2 separate regions of the Oryza sativa genome follow, and region 1 is linked to region 2. Evidence: chromatin contacts called from public HiCAR-type data. All regions are on one chromosome and are shown on one strand. Each heading gives the region's core, a stretch centred on a gene start, on an enhancer-like site or on the middle of the called end of the contact. The rest is flanking DNA. Distances are from core to core; before and after follow the strand shown.

What was found. HiCAR-type assays count read pairs that join an accessible place to other places.
Region 1: a contact with region 2 is called in a HiCAR-type map of leaf, with 2.6 times the contacts expected there. The contact joins the promoter of LOC4334271 here to the promoter of LOC4334213 in region 2.

Annotation. Positions count from the first base shown.
Region 1 is chr3:33,013,439-33,021,115 of ASM3414082v1, forward strand. LOC4334271 (probable LRR receptor-like serine/threonine-protein kinase At2g16250) reads right to left here and starts at 6,215. Exons shown (of 4, transcript XM_015777043.3): 1 at 4,498-6,215; 2 at 3,354-3,482; 3 at 2,721-2,743; 4 at 1,766-2,582. The coding sequence starts at 6,053. The coding sequence ends at 2,008. LOC9267266 (small ribosomal subunit protein uS14) reads right to left here and starts at 1,209. Exons shown (of 3, transcript XM_015776997.3): 1 at 1,090-1,209; 2 at 732-831. The coding sequence starts at 1,151. TRNAQ-CUG (transfer RNA glutamine (anticodon CUG)) reads left to right here and starts at 1,380; the gene lies at 1,380-1,451.
Region 2 is chr3:32,573,956-32,580,758 of ASM3414082v1, forward strand. LOC4334213 (zinc finger protein 1) reads right to left here and starts at 3,213. Exons shown (of 1, transcript XM_015777827.3): 1 at 2,005-3,213. The coding sequence starts at 3,084. The coding sequence ends at 2,275. It overlaps LOC107276337 (transcription factor bHLH84), which reads left to right and starts at 4,793. Exons shown (of 6, transcript XM_066308990.1): 1 at 4,793-5,859. It overlaps LOC136355835 (a long non-coding RNA gene), which reads right to left. Exons shown (of 2, transcript XR_010740325.1): 2 at 5,661-6,803.

The DNA of each region.
Region 1 (7,677 bases), core at 4,965-7,464, 440 kb after region 2:
AATATTTTAAGCAAGAGGTAGCCTTTGAATTGTGGTTAGCAACTTTTTTTTAACAAAAGGAAACTACCCTGCTTTAATTGGAAGCAACATATCAAAAAGGAAAAACATAAAAGAAGGGAACCCATATGAAAGATGATAGTTGTAGTCTATTGATTAGCAATAGATCCTCCTATTATTCGTTGAACTACAGAGAGATGTTTGCAATACGTTTGAAGTGTTGACATTTAGAAGGCAGCTACAAGTGATAGCTAATGAGCTCACATGGGGCACATGGCACATACTCATACTATGTTGGATAAGTGGTGAAGATAACAAATAAGACAGGTTTTCAAAATTAACTAATATTGTTATAGTATTGGCATCTGCAAAAGATAATCTCAGAAACAAAAGCAGTGTGTGCATCAATTCCAATTCTAACTGGCCATCTTATGATCTGTAATTATTCATATCAGCTCGACCAGAACAGAACTGACAAAATGAGAATGGGAACATGAGGCGACAACGGATAACACAATACACAAGCTGTCAAGCAGGAAATAAAACGTGGAAGAGGAACAACGCGGCACAGTTTGTGACATTATCGCTACGTCGTTAGGAACTACCACAACACCGCACACGGGATGCAACACTATTGCACCAAACAATTTCACCATCAAAAAGTAAAACTGCTAACTTGAGCCTGCATATTACAGGAAGCAACTAGCAACCTAAAAAAAATATGAAGAGTATACCTTGATGAAGCCAATGTCCTTGGCGTTGCTGCGGAAGCACTGCCTGCAGCACATGAGCCCGTACTTCCGGATCAAGCCATGCGGGTTGCCGCAAACACGGCTGCAACAACAAATCCACACCACAAATCCGTAAGCACTCGTCAAGCAATCCAAGAAAAAGGGCGCACGAACCTTTCTACCGGAAGCAAGAGATAAACTACTACAGTATAAAATCTAGCAACATGCGAATTCACGCCACAAAATCTGACAAATCTGACCCGATGCTACGCACACAGATAGAAGAAATACTCCTATGGTTCGTCACCGAACTGAATGAAAACACGGCGCGGGGGATCGCGAGTAGAGTAGAGAGGATTACCAAACCCTGGATCCGGGGCCGTAGTTCTTGGGGTGCGAGTTCCACACGTTGGAGTGTCCCATGGCGGCGGCGGCGGAGGTCGTGAGTTGTAAACCCTAGAATGAACGAAATGAGCGCGTTGGCGTGGTGGTAGCCGGGCTTCCTCTATAAGCATCGGCTTCTTCGCTTGTTGGGCTTTGACAAGTCGTCGCATGAGTGGGCTTTCAGGTGAACGTATCATGGGCCGGGGCCCATGCTAGACTAGATGCAAGTATGGATATATAGAGATTAAAAATCCGTGTGTTCAAAATGGCCCCATGGTCTAGCGGTTAGGACATTGGACTCTGAATCCAGTAACCCGAGTTCAAATCTCGGTGGGACCTCTTTTTTTCTTTAATTCTCTTTTAGTGCTAAAATATCCGTTCGCGAGTAACTTATTGTTTTCTACTGTAGTAATATGAAACTAAATTATTGTGTGTTTTTTTAACACAGACAACAATCTTATTCTTCCAAGCAGCAGAGAACAGAAAACCCAGAAAATAGTCAGGAAGAATGTTCTTGTAACAGGCGGCAGTGACTGGATCAGCAACATATAATTTCATTTCGCAGATCGATTCATTCATCTCTCTGATCCTTTGGCTTACACTATAAAATTTGTGCTTCGATTCACACTCCAGAGTCCAGAATGACAAAATGGTTGTCTACGAAAATTTCTGGCCGCTTGCATTTCAAGCACCGCGCACCCTTGTGCTCCACTTATTCTCAAAATCTCAGTTACAGATTACACAACACTGAAATGAAAAGGAAAAAGAGAAACAAGTCTAACTCCTATATGCACAGTTTTTTCACCTAGAGGCATCAGGAGATGCGCATCAGAGGATGAATTATACACACTGAGATGAAATCTCAGTAGCATGTATTGCTAATCTGTGGTGAATTCTACACAACTGCATCCTTTTCCAACTCTACCGGGTCAGGGAGAATCTCCCTTGAAGCCCTCTTGAAGGAGAATGAATCCTCCTCCTCGTCCTCATCCTCGTCACTTCCTTGTGACTTCACTGACTGCTTCCTGGCTGACTGCCCCAATGTTGGCCTGAGCTCCGAGCTCCTGCGCGAGTCCCCATGAAAAGCAAAATGCCAAGAGCTTCGAGATGAAGTACTCGTGAGTGATGAATTCGACTGTAATTCCTCCCTCACCACCCGCAGCGGGTTCTCCAATGCTTTCAGGATGTACCGAGCCAGTGGACGCCTGGAGGGCTTTGGGTTCAGGCATGTCTTCGCAACAATGGAGACTGCCCATACCTCTTCTAGGTGGTCTTCATCTACTACAAGTGAAGGGTCTACAATGTTTGAAAGACCCTCCTTGTCATGGGCGTCAATAAAATCCAGTGTTCTTGCCAACCACTCCTCTGAACCAGTGTCATTTGAGCCGCTCACACCAAAATTCCCGGTGATTAGCTCCAGTAGCACCTTTCCAAAGCAGTATACATCATACGAGCAGCTAGCTGGTGGACCTGTTAGGTGAGAGATACATACAGTAATGTTAGGTTATCTTTATTTTGCGCATTAGAATTCCTACACAAATAGCTGTATAGTATAATGGTAGAGATTATAAAATATCCATAAAAAAGTTATGCAGAAGCTTTACACACCTGATGCGTTCTTGTCAAGAGACCTGCCACAAGAAAGAGACGAATATCAGTGTTTAAGCAAGGCCCCGATGTTCTTTACAGATTTAAACAAAGACTAAAGTTTCATAGCAAACGTGATGTTGCCATGTTAACAAAATAACAAGTGGGTTGCCATATTTTATGATCTGCAGGTGGTAGGGTTTCTTCTTTTATTTGTGTGGGTCTGGCCATTAATTTACAAGACTAACTCTTGATGAGAACTTCCTTTTTAGAAGTCATTTGACAAGAATTCATGTAAGGAGAAACACTTACAAATGAATATGTGTCCCCTTATACATACTCAAACCCAAAAAAAAAACACTGCCGCCATATTTTGTTAACAAAATCCAGTACATTACCTTCAGTTCAATAACTAAACTTAGGTTAAAGTGTTAACTTCATAAAGAAGTTATTGCTTTTGTCTTAGTACTTTTTAGTGCTAAAGGCACCCTTAAGTTAGCACCGTTCAGGTGATCATAAAATCAAGTTTCTTTTAAAAGGAATATGCCATGATGGACTCAATTTTCAGAGCAATTGGTAAGATCATAAGAACAGTTGTACCCATGCTAAACTCATGCATAAAAATGAGGAGACGATAAAATATAAAAGTCTTACTTCGATGATCTCAACATCCTGGAGAAGAAACTCCTGCTTCCCTCACTTTGTTGAGTGCATACATCACTCAAACTTCCAAGACACACTTCAAATTTGTCATCAAGAAGCACACTGCTTGCCTGGATATCTCTACAGTTATAATGAAAAGATAAGGGGAAAAAAGATTGGCTTGAAAGTAATTAAAACATCCAAGAACTTGAACAGCATGCATCAAATAAGAACTGCAGAGTAAAATAAAATGAAATAGAAAGATGAAGCAGCTAAGTCATGCAGCTGGAATAAAAGATGACTAGCACCAAATACATCGATATTTAGTGCATTGAGTTACCTACAATGATTGATGACACTAAACCTCAAAAGATAAAGTTTCCATAAAATAACTGCAGCAATTTTTTTTCATGATAGAGACATGAGTTTCTCACATAGTTAGACAGTGTATAATCATATAATGAATTATACATACTGTACAGTACTTATACTTGCATGAAACTTTCCTGATTTCCTACGATACATTGCACATGAGAAGTTGTGAACAAGCCATATGCACATGAATAACAAGAAGCAACATTCTAAAAGTTCAGAAAGGCAAGCAGTTCGTCTGGGGGAAAATCATTAAAAATCAATTAAGTACAGTCAGATAGTATTGGTAGTGCTGATATGGATCCAATGCAACTTGGTGAAATAGTCCGTATAATATTATATTTTAAATGTGGGATTTCATGTCCTCACAAGTAAACAGTTTGTCAGGGAAGCTTCGCACATATTGTTTTCCCCTTTCAGCTATACTTCTTAGAAAAGAAATAGTGGGCCAACTGATGCAATAGGGCCACAAGAGGCTAAGTAGAAGACTATCAAATGTGTAACTAGAAACAGTTTTAAATTAATATATTAAATTGTCCTGTTTCTTTCACTCACGCACTTGCCATAATCAGTGCAGCTTCTTCATTAAATTGGCAATTCATGTGAGCTAAATAACATGTGGAACTTCCGCGCTCTTTTTTATGATGGCGTTAATGTTCAAACTTTTCTTAGCACAGTTATCATATGCTTTTTGCAATTAAAATATTTTCACTAACTATAAACCAATCAGCTGCACATTATATTAGCAAATTAGCTAACAGGCCAATAATATCACTAGGCATACCTGTGAACCAATGGTGGACTACACTCATCGTGCAGGAAGCACAATGCCTCAGCAACACCAATGGCAATCTTCAGCCTTGTTATCCAATCCAACGAGCGCAGCCCCTCCTCAGCATCCACTGACTTCCTGTGCAATGCGGAAGTCAAGTCTCCCTTTGCCATGTACTTGTAGACCAGCAATTCCTCCTCATCTGTGGCCAAATGCCCCAGCAATGGAACAATCCTCCCATGGGAATTCTTTGCAAGGAAGCCCAATTCCCCCAAGTTCTTATTACTGCTCTTCAGATCAACCTTTTTGACAACAACATTGAAGCCACTCTCCAGTTCACCAAGGTAAATGGCCCCAGAGTGCCCATGCTTGACAAGATTGTCATCCCCAAAACCCCCAGTAACATTATGCAACTGCTCATAGGTGAACTCATCTACAATGGTAGGCAGACCTTTCACAGCACCATTTGCTGCCGGTGATGCTGCCATGGATGACAGCATCACAGGATTAACGCTGCTACTCCTGCGCCCCGAACGAATCCCTTCCTCATTCTGCTCCAACCCTCTTCCTCTCGGTCGCCGTCCCCCACTCTTCATCAAGCAGAACACTAATGCTACAAGGAAAAGAACCACCAAAAATGCTGCGGCTGCCAGGACTCCGGCAAGTACATACTTCCACTTCACCCCTTTCTTGCTTGGTGATGGCAATGCATTTGGTGGCTCTGGCAATGAAACACCAATCCTCTTGTAGAATGCTTCACAATCCCCCTGGCTTCGCTGGCTTGATCCGGACAAGCAATTCATGTTTATGTCCACTGCTCCATCGGAGCTGTTCCCAAATCCAGTTCCAATCACCTCAGTGAAGTAATTTCTCGACAAATCAACCTGACGAAATCTCTTCCTGAGGGGCCCAAGCACATCTCCAATGGCACCGTACAACGAATTCCCGGAAGCGTTGAAAACTCCGGTTCCATCACCGGCAGAGATAGACACGTTTGGTAGCTCCCCGGTGAGATTGTTGTCAGAAAGATCGAGAAATTTGAGGCCCTTGATGAGGAACAATGTCGCCGGAATCGAGCCGGAGATGCTATTACCGGCGAGGTCAAGGGTCGTCAGGTTCCCGGACATGCCAAGATCGGCTGGAAGCGTGCTATTGACGGAGGTGGAGCGGAGGTCCAAGACTTCCAGCGACGCCGGGAGGCCGGTGCCAAACCACGCCGGGATCCGACCAGGGAGCGGGAACCCCGAGGCGTTGAAAACCTCGAGCGCCGTGAGCTCCCGCAGCGGGTCGACGGTGAACCCCTGGCTCCGTGCACCCGCGCGGGTGCGGCGGAGCCCGGTGAGACGGAGCTCCGCGACGCGCCCGGCGCGGCACACGACGCCAGTCCAGCTGCAGGGATAGCGCTTCACCGGCCAGTACTCCGCCCGCACCCCGATCGACCCGCGCAGGCCGTGGAGCGCGAGCACGTCCTGCCTCGCGAGCAGCAGCCGCCGCCGCTCCTCCCCCCGCGCGGCGTGGGACGCGACGAGCAGGAGAACCGCGACGGCGACGAGGCAGCGCGGGAGCATGGGGACGGACGAGGAAACAGCACCGCGCGGCAGGGTAGAGGAGAGGAGTGGCGTGGCGGTGGCGGTGGCGGCCACCTCATGGCGCGGGCGCGGCGGCCATGGCGAGAGCGGGAGCGAGCGAAGTGGAGGTGGAGGTGGTGGCGTGGTGCGCGCAAGGTGTTCGCCTTTTTGGGCGGCCTCCTGCCTGCCTATTTCGGCTTCCGGCGAGTTGACCACGCGGAGCCCGCGGGGGGACGCGGGTGGAGACCACCATCCCCCCACTCCTCCTCACTGCCAAGTGGACCCCACTGCGAGGCCCTCCCACTTCACTGCCAAGTGGGCCCCACTGGGAGGTTCTAAACGACAGATGGTGGAGTCTGACCGGACTGGATTCCCACCCCCCGCGTGTGCCGCTGCGTCACTGGCACGTGGGCCATGGGGTCTGTGGGGCCCACGTTTAGGTCGCCTTGTCTGTGGGACCCACTCTTTACTAGTGCGCGATACGGAATGTTCTCTCGCATCCCACTTCGCCTTTTTTTAGGCTCGTGTCGTTTTCGGAAAGGAAAGCTCACGAAGGTGGCGTCTCGATCAGTTTTACACACACGATAAGAGGAAGCGTGCCGCTCGTCGTGTCATCGTGTTCGCTCGAGGTTATTTTCTTCGAAATGTTATAAACATTTACACTTATGTAATTTGCTCCACTTATTTCGTATGGTTTTATAGATAGCTGTCATTTTACTTGACACTTTATATATCTTCTTTAAAGAGTAATTTGCTCCACCTGTTCTAAGAAAATCGTTCAAAATGTCTAGCACACGAGTGTATATGTTACTCTTACTCAGTCTACGACGGCGACTCGAGAGAGCAACATGATAAGTTCACAACCTGGCAACTGCACGTGGAAAAGTAGCAATGGAAGAAACGATTACTTATTTTCGTTACCGGCTGAAGCTAGCTATATCTAGCAAGAATTCCAAACTCACCACTCGAGCGACTTGTGGTAAATTCCGTTTGTTGTGTGTGCGCATATAGTATGTCCGAGCATATAGCTGTCAGTCGACGAATGATTTTGATGCGCCGTGTCGCCGAATGATCCAAGTTGTGAAGGCCGCTGCCCGGTCCAAGTCTTCACCTGGGTCGTCGAGATTGTTTGTGTACATGGACGCTTGCATGATTGGCCACTCCAAATGCCGACAGGGGTGAGAGTGAGACGCGCACGCTGACACAACACCAAAGGCATCAACTCTAATCAACTCTTCACCAGTTACAATTCTAGTTATATTTCATTAAACACCTACTTTTGTACGGAATACTCCCAACACAACAGTGTCTGGAAAATACTAGTGCAGCTAGTTTACGACTAAACATGGGTGCACGAACCTAAACATGTATTCCTTTTAACCCAAAATAAATCAAATTATTCAGATTTATAATACTACTAGTAAAATATACTCTCTCCGTTTCGAAATGTTTGACGCCGTTGACTTTTTAGCATATGTTTGACCGCTCGTCTTATTCAAAAAATTTAAGTAATTATTAATTCTTTTCCTATCATTTGATTCATTGTTAAATATATTTTTATGTAGGCATATAATTTTACATATTTCATAAAAATTTTTGAATAAGACGAACGGTCAAACATGTG
Region 2 (6,803 bases), core at 1,963-4,462:
GTGTTTATATCTTGTTATACCTAATTTTGATGGCCCATAACTACTATAAGGAGATAAGGGGGTCTTGAGAGTGTGGGGCGATACGAGTCGTAGCTGAGTGGTCGACCCACCCCACATAATGGGTAGATCCGCTCCTGTTTGTATTTCAGCCTCTATAAATTCTAATCTCTTGCCCCCACTGCCAGTTTATGCTGTATGGTCAGCTATAGATTGTTTGCTCTTTTCTAATATATTGATGCGCAAAGCTGTTGCGTGTTAAAAGAAGATGATACAAAGAGTACTACTTCGTGTACCACCAAATTAGTCTTCTCTCCGGAAAATATACCCATATAATAATCACCATTGGCCCATTTCGTGTATCCTGCCGCCTTGTCAAAGCCCTACGGAACATGTGCCTGACTTCCGAGAAGATTGGGAATTAAGTGGCAGTTAGGCACTCCAACAAGGCGAGTCAATCTGGACTCGACAACTGAATGGAATTTTGCCACGGCCCATGCAATTTTCGAAGGAACGCACCTAGGCTTGGAGTTTGGAGTCCAGGCCGAGCAAGAAGCCGCGTGGGTGAGAGAAACTGTGGAAGTGAAAGCGTGGCCAGGCGAGAAATCGCGGGGTCGCCGCGGCGCCGGGCGTGAGATGGCAGCAGCCGCCCGAGGAGATCTCGCGCGGCGCACAGAGGAGGAACCGGAGCAAGGCCACGTACGGAAGGAATTGCAAAGAGCCGCGGCCTATGTGAATGTGATCACCAGCCGTCGCAAAAACAAAACTCACTGCACTGGCAGTGCAACGTCCAGGAAGGCAGGCGTTGCAGCGGGTTTGAGTGTTGGACTTGGCTCAGCCGAGAAAGGAAACGGATGCGTCGCCCCTTGAATGGGTAAAAGTAGAACGAAACATCCAAACATGCTTCTAGTATCGCACCAATTCCGTCCCGTCGTGGCAGCAGCAACTTCCTGTTAAAAGAAAAAAGGGTAGGAGTAGCATATGCCATCACCGTGTCGTCAGCTCAAGATCACGTCTAGAACGAGCACACCCCGAATCCCCCGGAAGACGTGTGCACCGCCGGGTCTCGCACGAAACCCGCGCCACGCCATGTGAAACATGCCCCGCGTAGATACGTACATCGCGTCTGCCCAACCCCGTCGACGCTTCAACGCGCGCCTCGTACGCGGGCAAGCAAAGCCAGCCAAGCGGAAGAAGCATCGGGGCAGCACGAGGCGGAAAGCCCAACTCGGCCCTCATCCATTCCGTATATTTCCGTTCCATTCCAACCATGCGGGCGGCCGCGGTGCGCCCGGGCGGCTGTTCGTCGAAAGCGATCGGTTCCATCCATCCATCCATCCACCGCGCGCGCGCGGGCAGGTCGGCAAGCGTGAAGTTATCAACGCACAGCCGCCCGCCCGCCGTCGCTGTCGCGGCCTTTCCACCACCTCCCTCCCTCTCCTTACTCTACTACCCCAGTGGGCGCCGTCGATCGGCGTTCCCAAAGCTGCAAAACCAGCCGGGGTTTGTCCGTTCCCAACCCCGGAGGGTACGGTAGCTGTTACATGTCACTCCACGGCCGACCCCAACTAAATCAGACGGTGGAATAACAGTTAATTAATCCGGATTTCACGTCACCGAATACGTGATCAAGAACGGTCTAGATTGGCAGCTCTTGGCGGTTGGCACAAGGGGGTTAGGTTGAGTGCACTTCTCTGCTTCTGTTCTGTGTTGTGAATTGATCAACTAGAGGCTCCTGTTTCTTACCGTGTCTGTAAGCAAGGGAGACTGAGGTGTTTCGGTTCTGTGCAGATATGATCATGAAATCAATCTGTGTTTATGTTACAGCGTACTGTAGTACTGCACACGAATCAATCTCCAAGGCTGTGTTTAGATCTAAAGTTTGGATCCAAACTTTGGTTCTTTTTCATCACATCAACCTGTCATACACACACAACTTTTCAGTCACATCATCTTCAATTTCAACCAAAATTCAAACTTTACGCTGAACTAAACACAATCCAAGTATGGTCGAATATGGTCTACAATATATGACTGTCAAAGAACAAAGTGTAAAAGATACAGGTACAGTTCCAGTGTTACAAAGAACCAAGGAAGAGCTAGACCTATATCTGTATGACTGTATGTATGGCTATGTATCACTCGCTTGCTCTGTACAAAAGCAGGAACAAATTAAACAATAGCGGCACAAAACGAATCAACGAATAGTGTGTTTCGACTGAATTTCACTCCCTAGACAAAAACTCTCTGACGGATCGGATCCATGCAGCTGCTGAATTACGCGGTGAGAAGCCGGGGCTTCTTGAAGGCGAGGGGGCTCTGGACCTCCTCCTCCTCGTCCCACATCTTCTTGCCCTTGGAGCACGGCCGCCACACGAACTCCGGCACGGCCGGGAGGTTGAGGTCGAACGCCCGGGTGGCGGACTGGCCGTTGCCGGAGCTTCCCACCTCGGACTCGGCGGCCACCGTGGCCAGGAGCTCGGTTGAAGATGCGCCGGCGCCGGCGCCTACGCCACCGTCGTAGTGCTTCCTCTTGTGCCCGCCGAGCGCCTGCCCGGTGGGGAACTCCTTCTGGCAGATGGAACACCTGTGGACTCTGTTGGTCATGCCGTCGGAGGACGCGGCGGTGGATGACGTGGCTGGCTCGCGGTCCTCGGCGGAAGGCAGCAAGGCGGCGACGGGGGCGGGAGCCAAGACGGGAGCTGCGGGCGGAGTCGGCAGCTTGACCCGGTGGCTCGTCTTGTGGCCGCCGAGCGCCTGGTAGGAGCTGAAGGACTTGCCGCAGACGGAGCACTTGAACTCCGCACCTGCCGGCGGGGGCGCCGAAGCCGAGAGCGGAGGCGGCGCCTGGACGCGGTGGTGGCCGCCGCGGGCGAGCATGAGGAGGCAGAGCGCGAGGTTCTCCTCCTCCGATCGCTGGCGGCGCGACCGCTTCCGCTTCGCCCACCCCTGCGGCAGGTGTCCGCCCTCCTCCCCGCTCGTGGCGCTGCTGCTCGTCACGACCGTCGCCTCCTCCACCTCGTGCTGCTGCTGCTCCTCCTTGAGCACCGCGGCGTGGAGCGCTTCCATGGACGACGCGCTCGACATGCTTCCACCGCAATTCACAAAAGCAGCAAGCAGATCGACGACTTGTTATATCCGCTAGCTAAGCTTCGCTCGCTCGCCTCAAGCTAGTGTGGCAGCTGGCTGGTTGCTGTGTGGTGTGGTGTGGTGTGCGGAGTGGAGGGAGTGAGATGTGAGGTAGTTTTAAAGCAGTGGGGAGGGGTGAGGCGCGAGCGAGAGTGTGCGGAGGAGGAGAGAAGAGAAGACGTGGGAAGTTGCGTCGTAGGTGGGGGCAAGGCAAGCGAGGTGGTTGCGGCGTGGGCGCGCACGCGGCGGGGCGCGAGAGGGTGACGGGTGGGGGCGTGTCGTCGTGGGGACGGGGTGGCAGCGACCGTGAGACCGGTGGAGTGGCGGCGAAGGAGTGAGGCGGTTGGGGTGATTGGGTGGGCTTGGCTTGCTGGCTGGCTGGTTCGGCCGGGCGGGTGGGTGGTGGAGTGGAGGAAGAGGAGGAGGCGAGGCCACAACGAAAAAGTCGTGGTCAACGTGGTTGGGAAGACACGGGGATGGGAGGGCAAGCCAAAGGGAAGCGCAAGTTGAGTGGAGCTAGTGTGGCTGCGTGGGAGGTGGGGAGAGTGAGGACTGAGTAGGCTGCGCGCGCCGTGGCCTGTGGACTGTGGCGAAGCGGTCGTCGTCGTCGTCGGTTGTTGCGGGTGGCTTTGGGTTTGGCGTGCAAAGCGTACCCGCCCCGGTAACGACACTTCCGCCCGCACACTGGAGTGGCCAAGTTGGAGCTGGGTTAAGAGATTAACTACGCAACCGTTCAGATTTTGACACCTAATATCTGAATCGGGACACTGGCAAACCATCACAGTCAGTTTTTTTTTGTGGCATGGATTGGATGAGATGATGAGCAAGACTATATACTTGTATTATCCTACTATATTAGGTTACTTCCTGCGAGTAGATGATCTGTTTGCAGATTAGGAATGGCCAAAATTATCAACGCGTGGAGAAAGGCTCTATATAGGTATAGGAGTAGTTGCTTCAAAGTTTACCACACTTCTGAGAATAAAAGAGGAAGAAACCGTGAGTGATAGTGTGAAAAAGACAGAGGGTCAAATGGATAATAGTGGTTCAACCCCGCGGGCTATTAATTAGCACATGCCTAATGACACAGCCGAAGTGGTCATCGCCCTCGTGCTGATCACTAGCTAGACGGTTCCGGCTCCGATCCACGATTGCTCCGACCCGATAGCAAGTCAGACCCAAACCAGGCAAAATGGCAAATGGAGTTGGGCCGGAAGTGGTGCGTTCATGGAAGATTCCAACAGGCTGGTCTCCTTTTGGGGTCAAATAAAAATAACTGATCGACTGTGAGTTTCCGTCGGCTCAGCCGCTGAGGTTGCCATCGGCAGCCGGGATCTTCTGCACCCAGCAGCTATACCTGGTCCGATTAGGTAGGTCACTGTCGCATCGTTTAACGTTGATGCACTCAGTTATAAGTTAGAGCGCCACTAGCACTAGTGGCACCGCTCTATCCGTCGCTAACTGTGTGTGGACACATTTTCTTTTTCTTTTCTTTCGGGGCAGTTTGTGGACACACTGTTGATGCCACAACAGTTATGTGGTTCTGATTCCATTTTGATGCATGGGCCCTTGTGTCAGTAAATAGACAACATGGCTGTGTTGGAGTGGCACCACTTGCTCTATAGTTGCCACTAGCCCACCGTGCCGCAATCATCGTATTGTTGGGCATTGCATACATAATAAGCTAACAGACTGCTATATATATCATATAATTGTTGTTGTGCATGGAGGCACACATCCCACGCTACACTACACTACATTACTACCGGGCCATATCCTATTACACACTTGCTATATGCATGATGCAACGTACGCAAGCTCTCATCCCACCGGATACGTCACGCACGTTGAGACCGGCCGCACCTAACACGTCGCTTCTCTAGATAAAACACTCACACACACAGTACACTTGCAGGATAACTACTGGGCGTTTTTTTGCCCACGGGCCGAGTGGCACCCCAAAAAACCGCGGCAGACGCCACCCCACACGTCGGATCACACGAAGCAACGCGATCATCTCCATCTCCTCCTGGGTCGATCGGTCGCGTGGTCGCCTCCCCTCTCGTCGGCTCCGTCCGTGCAGGCGGCCGTGGAGTCATGGACTTTTCCACAGAGGCGAGCAAAAGATTTCAGCGCGAGATGTGTATGTATCAACCGGGCGCATGCCGTGCGTTGCGTCGCGTCGCGTCCGTCCCCCGCGCGAGGCGGGGCAAGCGAGACGTCCCCGTCTCTCGCTTGTGCCCCCGCCCCGGGATTGATACGATACGCGCGGCGTGGGGTGGGCGCACCGCGCGCTCACCTCTCGCCGTTAATTCCTCCCTCTCCCACCACGTGTTTCTTGTGCTTAACTAGCTTTCGCCGACGCAGTCGCGCGCTTACGTACGTACACCTACGCAAGTACGTAGGAGTACGCGATTGGGCAGGCGGGCGGCTCGCCTAACCACACATGGCGGTCGATTGGATCTGGGAGAGGCGCCGGAGAGAGGAGGAATATAATCATCAGTGCGTGCGTGATTCGATCAGTGTGGCCAGCAGCCAGCCTAACCAGTAACCAACCTGCAACCACCCCTCGCCCGTGCCACTGCCGTGCCGTGCCAGTACAAGCTCATCAGTCATCCCGGTTGTGCTGTGCGCGATCGATGCGTGGGCGACGTAGCGTTACGAGCGTTGCGAGCGGCGACGACGACGGCGCGAATCTGAGCCAGCGGTGGTTGCCCGGTTGGCATGAGGCTGGTGAGTGTGGTGAGCTATATAGCAGGGGGTAGCAATTGATAAAGCACCTGCACCTAACTACCTATAACAGAAACAGGGAAAGGTTAATGTTTTTTGGGGGGTTGGTTGGCTACACTGATGAGAGTCTGAAACCTTCCCATCCATCGACCGATCGCCGGCTTCTTTAGTTCCAAGCTACTGTCATGAGACAGAATCTGGTTCGTTACTCGTCGGTGCCGCGCTGTCGCTTCCCTGAAAAAACGCATTGTACCCTTGTTTTTTAATTAGGACAAACTGAAAAGATTATTGCGAAAGCAAGCTTAGCAGTCAGCACCAGGTTACACCTTCATCAGCTAGCTCAGCAGGCATGTCAAGGCTTCAAGCATGGCTATGCTAGCGCTATTATATTTTCTATCCATCAAAACATCAACTTTATTTCATGGCCACACAGCAGATCGAGAACTCGCTTACAGTGCTCTTCTTAAGCAACCTTTGCTTGATTGCCTGAAAGCATACACGTGTCGCCAGCTAGTTGAATTGATTAAACTTGCTGGTCTAGCTGGTTAGGCATACAGTTGTCTGGCCGGTGTAGTAACATTTTCTAGCTAGTTACATGTGACTGATATTGCTTGCCGTATCGGGTGCCATTGAAAACTGCGGGGAGAAGAGTATTGTGACAGCTACAGTCTCCAGCTCTAGCTGCAGCTTGCAAGACTGTCAACATGTGGACGTGCTGCCAACGCTCACAGCTATGTATGTACTACTAGCACACACCTACAAGTACAGCTAGTCGAATGAATTTAGCCATGATGTCTGAAAAACACTTGCTAGCTACTATTTCCAGAATGAAAAATAAGTGACGAGAAAAAAAAAATGCAATACAACATTACAGCACCAACATTGCAGTGTAGTTAATGGCAATACATACAGCCTAGCTAGTTTTTCTTTCTTGTGGCTCCAGTCTG